2 separate regions of the Mus musculus genome follow, and region 1 is linked to region 2. A link is a contact called in public HiChIP or PLAC-seq data. All regions are on one chromosome and are shown on one strand. The core of a region is the stretch at or near the end of the contact, and the rest is flanking DNA. Distances in the headings are between cores, read along the strand shown. Region 1 has its middle 130 kb from the start of Gm32727. Region 2 has its middle 84 kb from the start of Mir7025.

What was found. HiChIP or PLAC-seq counts read pairs in DNA pulled down with a chosen protein or histone mark.
Region 1: an H3K27ac HiChIP or PLAC-seq map of VIP interneurons shows a contact between it and region 2, with 3 times the contacts expected there. The contact joins two enhancer-like sites. A contact is called at or near these places in 1 of 15 datasets of contacts at CTCF or cohesin (the NIH/3T3 cell line), 1 of 484 Hi-C or Micro-C datasets (the HPC-7 cell line), 5 of 115 datasets of contacts at active chromatin or transcription factors (VIP interneurons, bone marrow-derived macrophages, differentiating embryonic stem cells and 1 more) and 1 of 9 other capture datasets (embryonic stem cells).

Annotation. Positions count from the first base shown.
Region 1 is chr5:75,844,343-75,848,019 of GRCm38.p6, reverse strand. No RefSeq gene overlaps it. Among named protein-coding and RNA genes, the nearest start is that of Gm32727, 130 kb to the left of the region's middle. Within about 2 kb of position 1,834, at least 5 of the 459 cell types and tissues checked have an H3K27ac peak or open chromatin away from gene starts, as enhancers often do. A contact at or near this core is called in VIP interneurons, where this site is marked.
Region 2 is chr5:75,258,998-75,262,715 of GRCm38.p6, reverse strand. No RefSeq gene overlaps it. Among named protein-coding and RNA genes, the nearest start is that of Mir7025, 84 kb to the right of the region's middle. Within about 2 kb of position 2,220, at least 13 of the 459 cell types and tissues checked have an H3K27ac peak or open chromatin away from gene starts, as enhancers often do. A contact at or near this core is called in VIP interneurons, where this site is marked.

The DNA of each region.
Region 1 (3,677 bases), core at 585-3,084, 590 kb before region 2:
GATTGATCTTTCTCTGTAACTGCCAGGGATTTGCCACTGCAGTCAGAAATGAAAGAAGGTAATTAGGACTTAGTTCTCCAGAGCTGGCTTTTAAAAGAACAGCTAGCCCTCATTTAAGGGCTCTGACAGCTCATCTGAGGTCGGCGCAGTGGCCCTAGCTCACCCTGTGAAATGACAATAGCATGTAGCTGTCTACAGTGTTGGGGACATAAGGAAAGTACTAAAGTGTGAAGAGTGGCCAGGCTGTGTGCTCCTTGCTTGTTCCTGATACCCTATACCCTCAGACTTTATTTCCTGTGAGCTTCCCAAGAGGGGACCAGGAGATCCCAATGACCTGGGATTTGGGGATTTGTGGATCTGTTTGGTTAGAGGAGCTGAGGTGGCAGGTTTGATGCCAGAGGCCTGGCTTTGGAGTCCTCAGCCCCTGGACAGGATCCTCTTCATATGCTGTAGTCTCTGAGAAGGTATCACAAGTCTGACTCTCTTGACCTGCTATCAGCTGGTGAGCATCTCCACAAATAGCATTTCAACACCTCCCCCTGGATGCGCCTGGGAAAGACCCTGGGGATAAAGAGGTGGCGAGGAAAGGTCTCTGACTTACAAGCCTGTGCTCTGTTGGCAAATTGTAGCTCGTGGTCAAATCCAGCTGCTCACAGCATTTGTCTGTATGATTTACCAGAAAGCTGCCATTCCGTTTGTCTGGCCCTTCACTGCGGCTGTTATGGCATGGGAAGTGCAGAGAGGACAGTTTCAAGAGCTGCTATGGTCCATGCAGCCTGACTATATATCTGGCCCTTTACAGAAACAGCCTGTAGACCTCTTTCAAGTGGGTTCTGAGTCTTTCTTGGAACCTGAATCTGAGAATTATTCTCTTAAAGGCCAGTTCTGTGAGGGCTTCTGGGAACTGTGTTAATGCAGAAAACTCAGGTGACAGAGGACTTGCACAAGGAAGGGAGGGGACGTCCAGCTGCTGTGAGGTCATAGTCTATGGCTGCTGCTTTCTCTGTCAGCTTAGAAATGGGGTCTGCCTCTTCTGATCCCGGCAAAGTGAGAGAGCAGAGGCGGCTCCCATCACCATGGCTGGTTCCCCGAAAGAGGAATTTAGGGCTCCCTGACCATGATGCTACCACACCTCTCTTCCCTTATTGTTCCGGGAGGTCCTTTGCCTACCAGGTGGCCAGAGTCTGATGTGGTACCCAGCTGCCGACTCGTTAGGTCCTCTGGGTTTTCCGATGACAGCAGGCAATTTTGTGTCAGCTCCAAGGAAAACTTTTGCTGCTGCAGCTCCCCATAGACACAGAGAAAGGGGACAGGACAGAAGTTTGTGAGGCTCCCTTGATTTTCACAGGAGAGATGTGAGAAGCCAAGGATCAAGGCAGACAGGAAGCCCCTGTGCACCAGCAGCATTCCCACAAAGACACATCCACCGCCTTTTCACTGGAATGCCCAGGTTAGCTCACACTAGCAGGGAACCCTGGCCATATAAGCGATCCAGTAAGTCACTGTGCCATAAAGCCTATGATCTTCTAAGAAATGCAATGACTTGGACCTCAGTCTTCATGTGGATAATGTGCTGAAACCATCTATAGGATTTACTCACTCAGGCTGACATTGTGACATCACCTCACAGAGACCTGGCCAACTTTAGCATCAGTGAGTGGTACCTCTTTGACAAAGCCATCTCTGACCAGGAGTGGTTCTGGGACCTCGATGCTAGGAGTTGTGAGGAGGAATCTCCCACAAGCTGTCATTCAGTTCTCAATGGAGAGGGTAGGGGAATCATACAGGGCCTCGCATTCTTCCTCCTGCTCCAGTGTTGTCATGGAAACATATTCAATTCATCTCAGCAAATATGGGCAGTGAGGAGCAAGGCATGTCCCTACAGAGGCTGGAGGGATGGGGCTGCAACGATGACTGTGACAATGGTTGTCATTGCCCTCAAAGCCACAAAGCAGAGACAGGAGTAAGGAGACAATCCCTGAAGTAAGGTGGACAGGAGGGGGCCATAAAAGGAATCACCGAGTGACACGTCTGGGTTTACATCTTACCTCAGCCACAACAGATAAAATAAATTGTTGCATTCATTAATTAACTCATCTGAGAAGTATTGATTGAAGACTCAATGGGTACCATATAGCCAAGATTCAAGGATGTATGGATAGCTTAGCTTAAAGGAGGTAGCCTTCCTTGTTCTGGTGGAACTTACATGTTCTAATGAAAGGACAGAAATAAAACATGGGAATGAGTTTCTGAGGGTGAGGGGGCTAAGAAGAAAATAGGCAGATGGGCAAGACAGCTCAGCACGGTGGCGAATGAAAAGTGAGGAGTGCCAACTTATGAGAGTGTTGGGAGGGTGTGATAGGGCAGTATGTATGATGGATTTCGGGCTGGAGTGTAGCTCAGTAGGAGATGGCTTGCTTAGTATTTCTGAGTCCTTAGGGTCCAGCCTCACCTGGGTTCTATTTCTAGTGCCAAGCACACACACACAATCTATTTAACTCAAAGCCTAGCTGGAGGGAACTGGTCTTCAATATTATTTAATAGAATATTAAAACTCAGGGAGTTGATCTCTCCTGATGGATGTGAAGTGAGTGTTAGGTAGTAAGGGGCCAGAACTTGACCCAGCTCTTGCCAAAGAGTAAAGTTCCAGGGAGCAACTGCATGGTTGATGTCTCTGCTCTTGGCTCCTACATATCCCGGGTTTTCTCTCAGATGTCTACCACATTGAATTAGAACAACACGAATGTCTCTCTCTCTTCTAATCTACAGATTACATAAAGAGAAGGACAAGCTCCCTTCTCTGATAGTTAAATGAGATATGGCATTTCACATTTTGCATGAGCAAGCCTGTACGAATGAGGCGCAGAGGCAGGGCACCAGAGGCAGGAAGGACAGTGTGAGTCCCGGACTGTTTGAAAGGAACAGGTAATAGATCAGCCATGTAAGAACCCTGGGGCCCAGGGAGGGAAGTGCGTGGACTGAGATAGACCAGCGAGGACAAGTGACCTGAGATCGTGAAAACTTGATGATCCCAGATCACACTGGGAAACCGTTTCTGCTTTTTCAAATGCCTATAATGGGAGGTGAAAAGAAATCCTGGTCTCTAGAGGACATTGTAGGGATGAGGCCAGCTTGTTGTGGCTACCATCACACTGTCCAGGACCCCACTGTCCTGTCACTACTACATATAGGAGCAGACTCCTGAAGGACATATCTGTTCAGCTATTAATCATAATAGAAGATATATACTTGGTACTTATGACAGTCAGGTGTTTTTGCTAGACATTTTTGTTGGTCTTGGTAACATCCCTACAACTAAGAGTTCTTACCACTCTTGTCTAACTGTGACAGTCTGAGGCTTATAGGTGCTAAGTAAATGACCTGTCCAAGGTCACATAGGTAGGAGCTGGCAGAGCCTGTATTGACTCTAGAGCTGAGGCTGTTCACACTCTTGGCATGATCTTTTTACGTCCCTCAGAGGTATATGGTAAAACCTTAACACTTGGGGTGATGGTAGTAAGAATTAATGCTTGAAGAGGTGACTGTGTCATGAAGGTGAAACCCTCTGAGAATAGTGCCCTTCCAACAAGGCCCTGAAGAGGTAATTTGCTTCTATTGTGCAAACACAGCTGGAAGACATGATTTATGAAACAGAGTAGGCCCTCTCTAGATGCCAA
Region 2 (3,718 bases), core at 971-3,470:
GCACATTATATATATATTTTAATTCTTATTAAGGTATGTTCCAAAAGGAATTTTGCTTATGGAATTTGTATTAGCTTAGTTCTTATGGATCTATTTATGTAAAAGAAATAAAGTAAAAACGATCTTCTGGGGCCTGGACAGATGGCTCAGCAATTGAGCCCTTGTTGCCCTTCCAGAAGACCGGAGTTTGGTTCCTAGCACCCACAGTCACCTGTAACTCCATCTCCAGGGGACACCAACACCTTCTGGCATCCACAGACCTACACGCATGTGACAGACACCCAAGCACACACACACACACACACACACACACACACACACACACACACACACACACTTTTAGCAAATATAAATAGATAGATAGATAGATAGATAGATAGATAGATAGATAGATAGATAGATAGAGAAAAAGACACTGGAGAGATGGGTTGATGGTTAAGAACACTTACTGCTCTTGCTGGAGAAGAAGGTCCAGCACCTATCAACCAATATGGCAGAGGGCCCAAAGCCCTCTCTGGCCTTCTCAAGTACTGCATGTATGCAATGCACATACATAACATGCATGCAAAACACACCTATGCACATGTATTCAGTGCACACATATAGGGTACAGGTAAAACACATATAGGCACAAAATTAAATAAGTAAGTATTTTATAGAATATATTCTTCATCTCAGAATTTTTATGAATTTAAATCTTTCCTATTTATTTACTTCATGTGTATGAGGGTTTTGCCAGCATATATGTATATGTACCACATGTGAGTGTGATGCCCATGGAGGGCAGAAGAGGGCACCAGATGCCCTTCCCCGGGCTTTCACATGATTGTGAGCCTTCACATGGGTTCTGGGAACTGAACCCAAGTCCTCTGCAGGAGTAGCAAGCAATCTTAACCTGTGAGCCATCTCTTCAGCCCCGGAATCTTCACTAATTTAAAGGCAGAGTCTCCCCCCTCTCTCTCCCTCCCTCCGTCCGTCCCTCCCTCCCTTCTTCCTCCTCATCCTCCTCCTTCTCCCTCAACCCCTACTCTCCCTGCACTCCTCATTTTGATATAGTGAGGCTTACTCTCTTTAACATTGAAATGGTATGGTTATGGTTACCTGTTTTCCCAGCACTTAGGGGACTAAGGCAGACTCATTGGAAGTTCAAGGCCAGTCTGATCTGCACATGAGCTATGGAGAATACTAGGTTGTTGTTGTTGTTGTTGTTTTCATTTTTGTGATCAAAGTACCTGGCAGCAGCAAGGACAGTGTGTTTTGGCTCATGGTCTCAGTCCATCACAGCAGGAAGGCATGTTGGAGCAGCTGTATCCATGGCAACGGGAATAGGAAGCTGATCAGACATCAACATGGCTCAGACAGGAATCAGCTAGATAAAAGCCAAGGGTAGGATAGCTTTCACAGTCTTGCCCCTGGAGAGCTGTTTCTGCCAGTCAAGCCGGAATCCCTAAAGCAGCAGAGCTCGGCCTTCCTAATGCTGAGACCCTTTATTTAGTACAGATCCTCATGTTGTAACTCCCAATCATAAAATTATTTCCATTGCTACTCTGTAACTATAATTTGTAATGAATGTAAAGATCTGTGTTTTCCAGTTGTCTTAGGTAATTCACGTGATAGGGTTGTTCAACTCCCAAAGGGGTCACAACCCATAGGTTGAGGGCCACTACCCTAAAGGCCCTACCACCTTCAAAATGCCAACACAATGGCTAGGGGTATAGCTCAAGTGGTTGAGTGCTTGCTTAACATTCACAAGACCCTGAGACATTAAACCTATGATGTCTCACCATAGTGGTCCATGCCTGTAATCTTGAACTTGAGAAATGGAGGAAAAAGAACCAGGAGTTCATGATCAGATTGTGCTACGTGGCAAGATCAAGGCCAGCTTGGGGTACAAGAGACCTTGTCTCAAAATAATAAAAAAGAGCCCCATATGCCAGGGAGTAAGTATTAAAAACATGAGCACATGGGAATGGCAGATAAAGAGATCTTGTCTAGAGAGGGGACGAGGAGAAAGAGAGAGTGTCTAGCCTGTTAAAAGGCAGGCACGAGTCTTGGTTGGGTTTGGTTTTCTCTGTCTCTTCAGCAGTGCATTGCGGGAGCTTCTGCTGAGATTTGGGAGAGAAGGAGCTGCAGAAGCCACACACCAAACAGTGAGCAGCACACCCTGTGTGGAGCGGCGACAGAATCTGTAGCGGGGAAAGCGCTAGCACAGGCTCAGCTTTCCAAACTTCCTGCGGCTGTTTATACCTCCAGGCAGATGCGAGGCGAGCGTTCTATCTATAGCTGTGCTTCAGCAGAGTGCTTTCCAACTCCAGGCTGCAGCCAAAGGCTGGAGGTAAAACACAATGGATCCCTCCCCACTTCCCCCACCAAGGAGAGAATGTTCTTTTCAGCTCTTTAAATCAGATCCACAATCATTCAAGAGCCAGGTTCTTCTCCAAACCATGGCTTCCTCTTCGGTGGGGTGAAACTAAACACTGGATAAAACAGATATGCGATAATAAATAACTCAATGCAGATTTCAAGGCTCAAGGCTGTGAGATCAGAGATATTGCCCTGATACAATAATGCCTTGGTTTCAAAGGCCTGGAGACCTCGTGGCGACCTCTGTATTTAAGGAGTTCAGCATACTAACTAACCCTCAACCCTCACAATAAGGTACTCTTAACACTAGTCTCAAAACCCGAGAAGACATGACTGTCTGGAATATATTTGTTGGGGTGCCAGAACCCCTGGCAATACTATCACTGTCTGTAGCCACTTATACATATCTATGCCCCCATGACCTCAGCACCAGCTCCTTTTTTGCAATCTCTAAAATTATGGAACAACACATAAGGCATGTATTTAACGCCACTGTAGACCTCTCCGGTGATCTCCAGCCTTTTCTTCCCTATTCTGTCAATGGCGGCTCCATCTGGTCACTTAAACCAAAAGCCTTGGCATGTTCTTTGACTCCTCCTTAACTCCCAACCTATAATCTCAGCGCACCCTAAATCGGATTGTTTCCTGCCTTGTTATTACTGTAGGGAACCTCAGAGTCAGCTCAAAACACCCCAAGACCATGTTCTCAGCACAAAGGAGGTTTATCTACCCCAAAGGGACAGAAGGCAGGGATAAAGGACAGGAAATAGAAAAAGAGAAAGAAGGGGAAGGGAACAAAGGAGAGAGAGGAAGGGGAGAGGGGGAGGGGCATTTGTCCTGGAGGAAAAAGGACTGTGCCTGGATGGAAGGAGACAGACTCAGGGCATAAGGAAATGATGGTTTATAAAGATAAAGGGAGAAACCCTCTGTTAGGATGAGGAGTTTAATTTTAACTGTGAATGTTGATTAGGTGAGCCAAAGGGGGCTTTTGATTGCTGGACTTCAATACTTTAATGGCTGGACCCTGATAGCCAGCCTCAAGAGGAGGATTTGGCCAAATAAAGAGAATAGACCTTGGTGAGTAGCTTTAGAAATGTAATCTAACAGTTTTTAGCAAGGCAGAGGGAACTGGGGAGAAGGTCAAGGCCTGCCAGACGCCAGTGGCTCACATTGCAGCTGCCTAAAGTCCCTTTAACTATGACACTCTGGGCTATCACACTGAAAGAATGCAATGGACATTAGTGGATCAATGCCCACTGATGGGATGCTGAGAAGCATCCTGAGGTATACATATGGTAGAGGCCCCACCGTCACCATGGAGAATCATCCACAAGGCCAATGCTTCCACGGAACA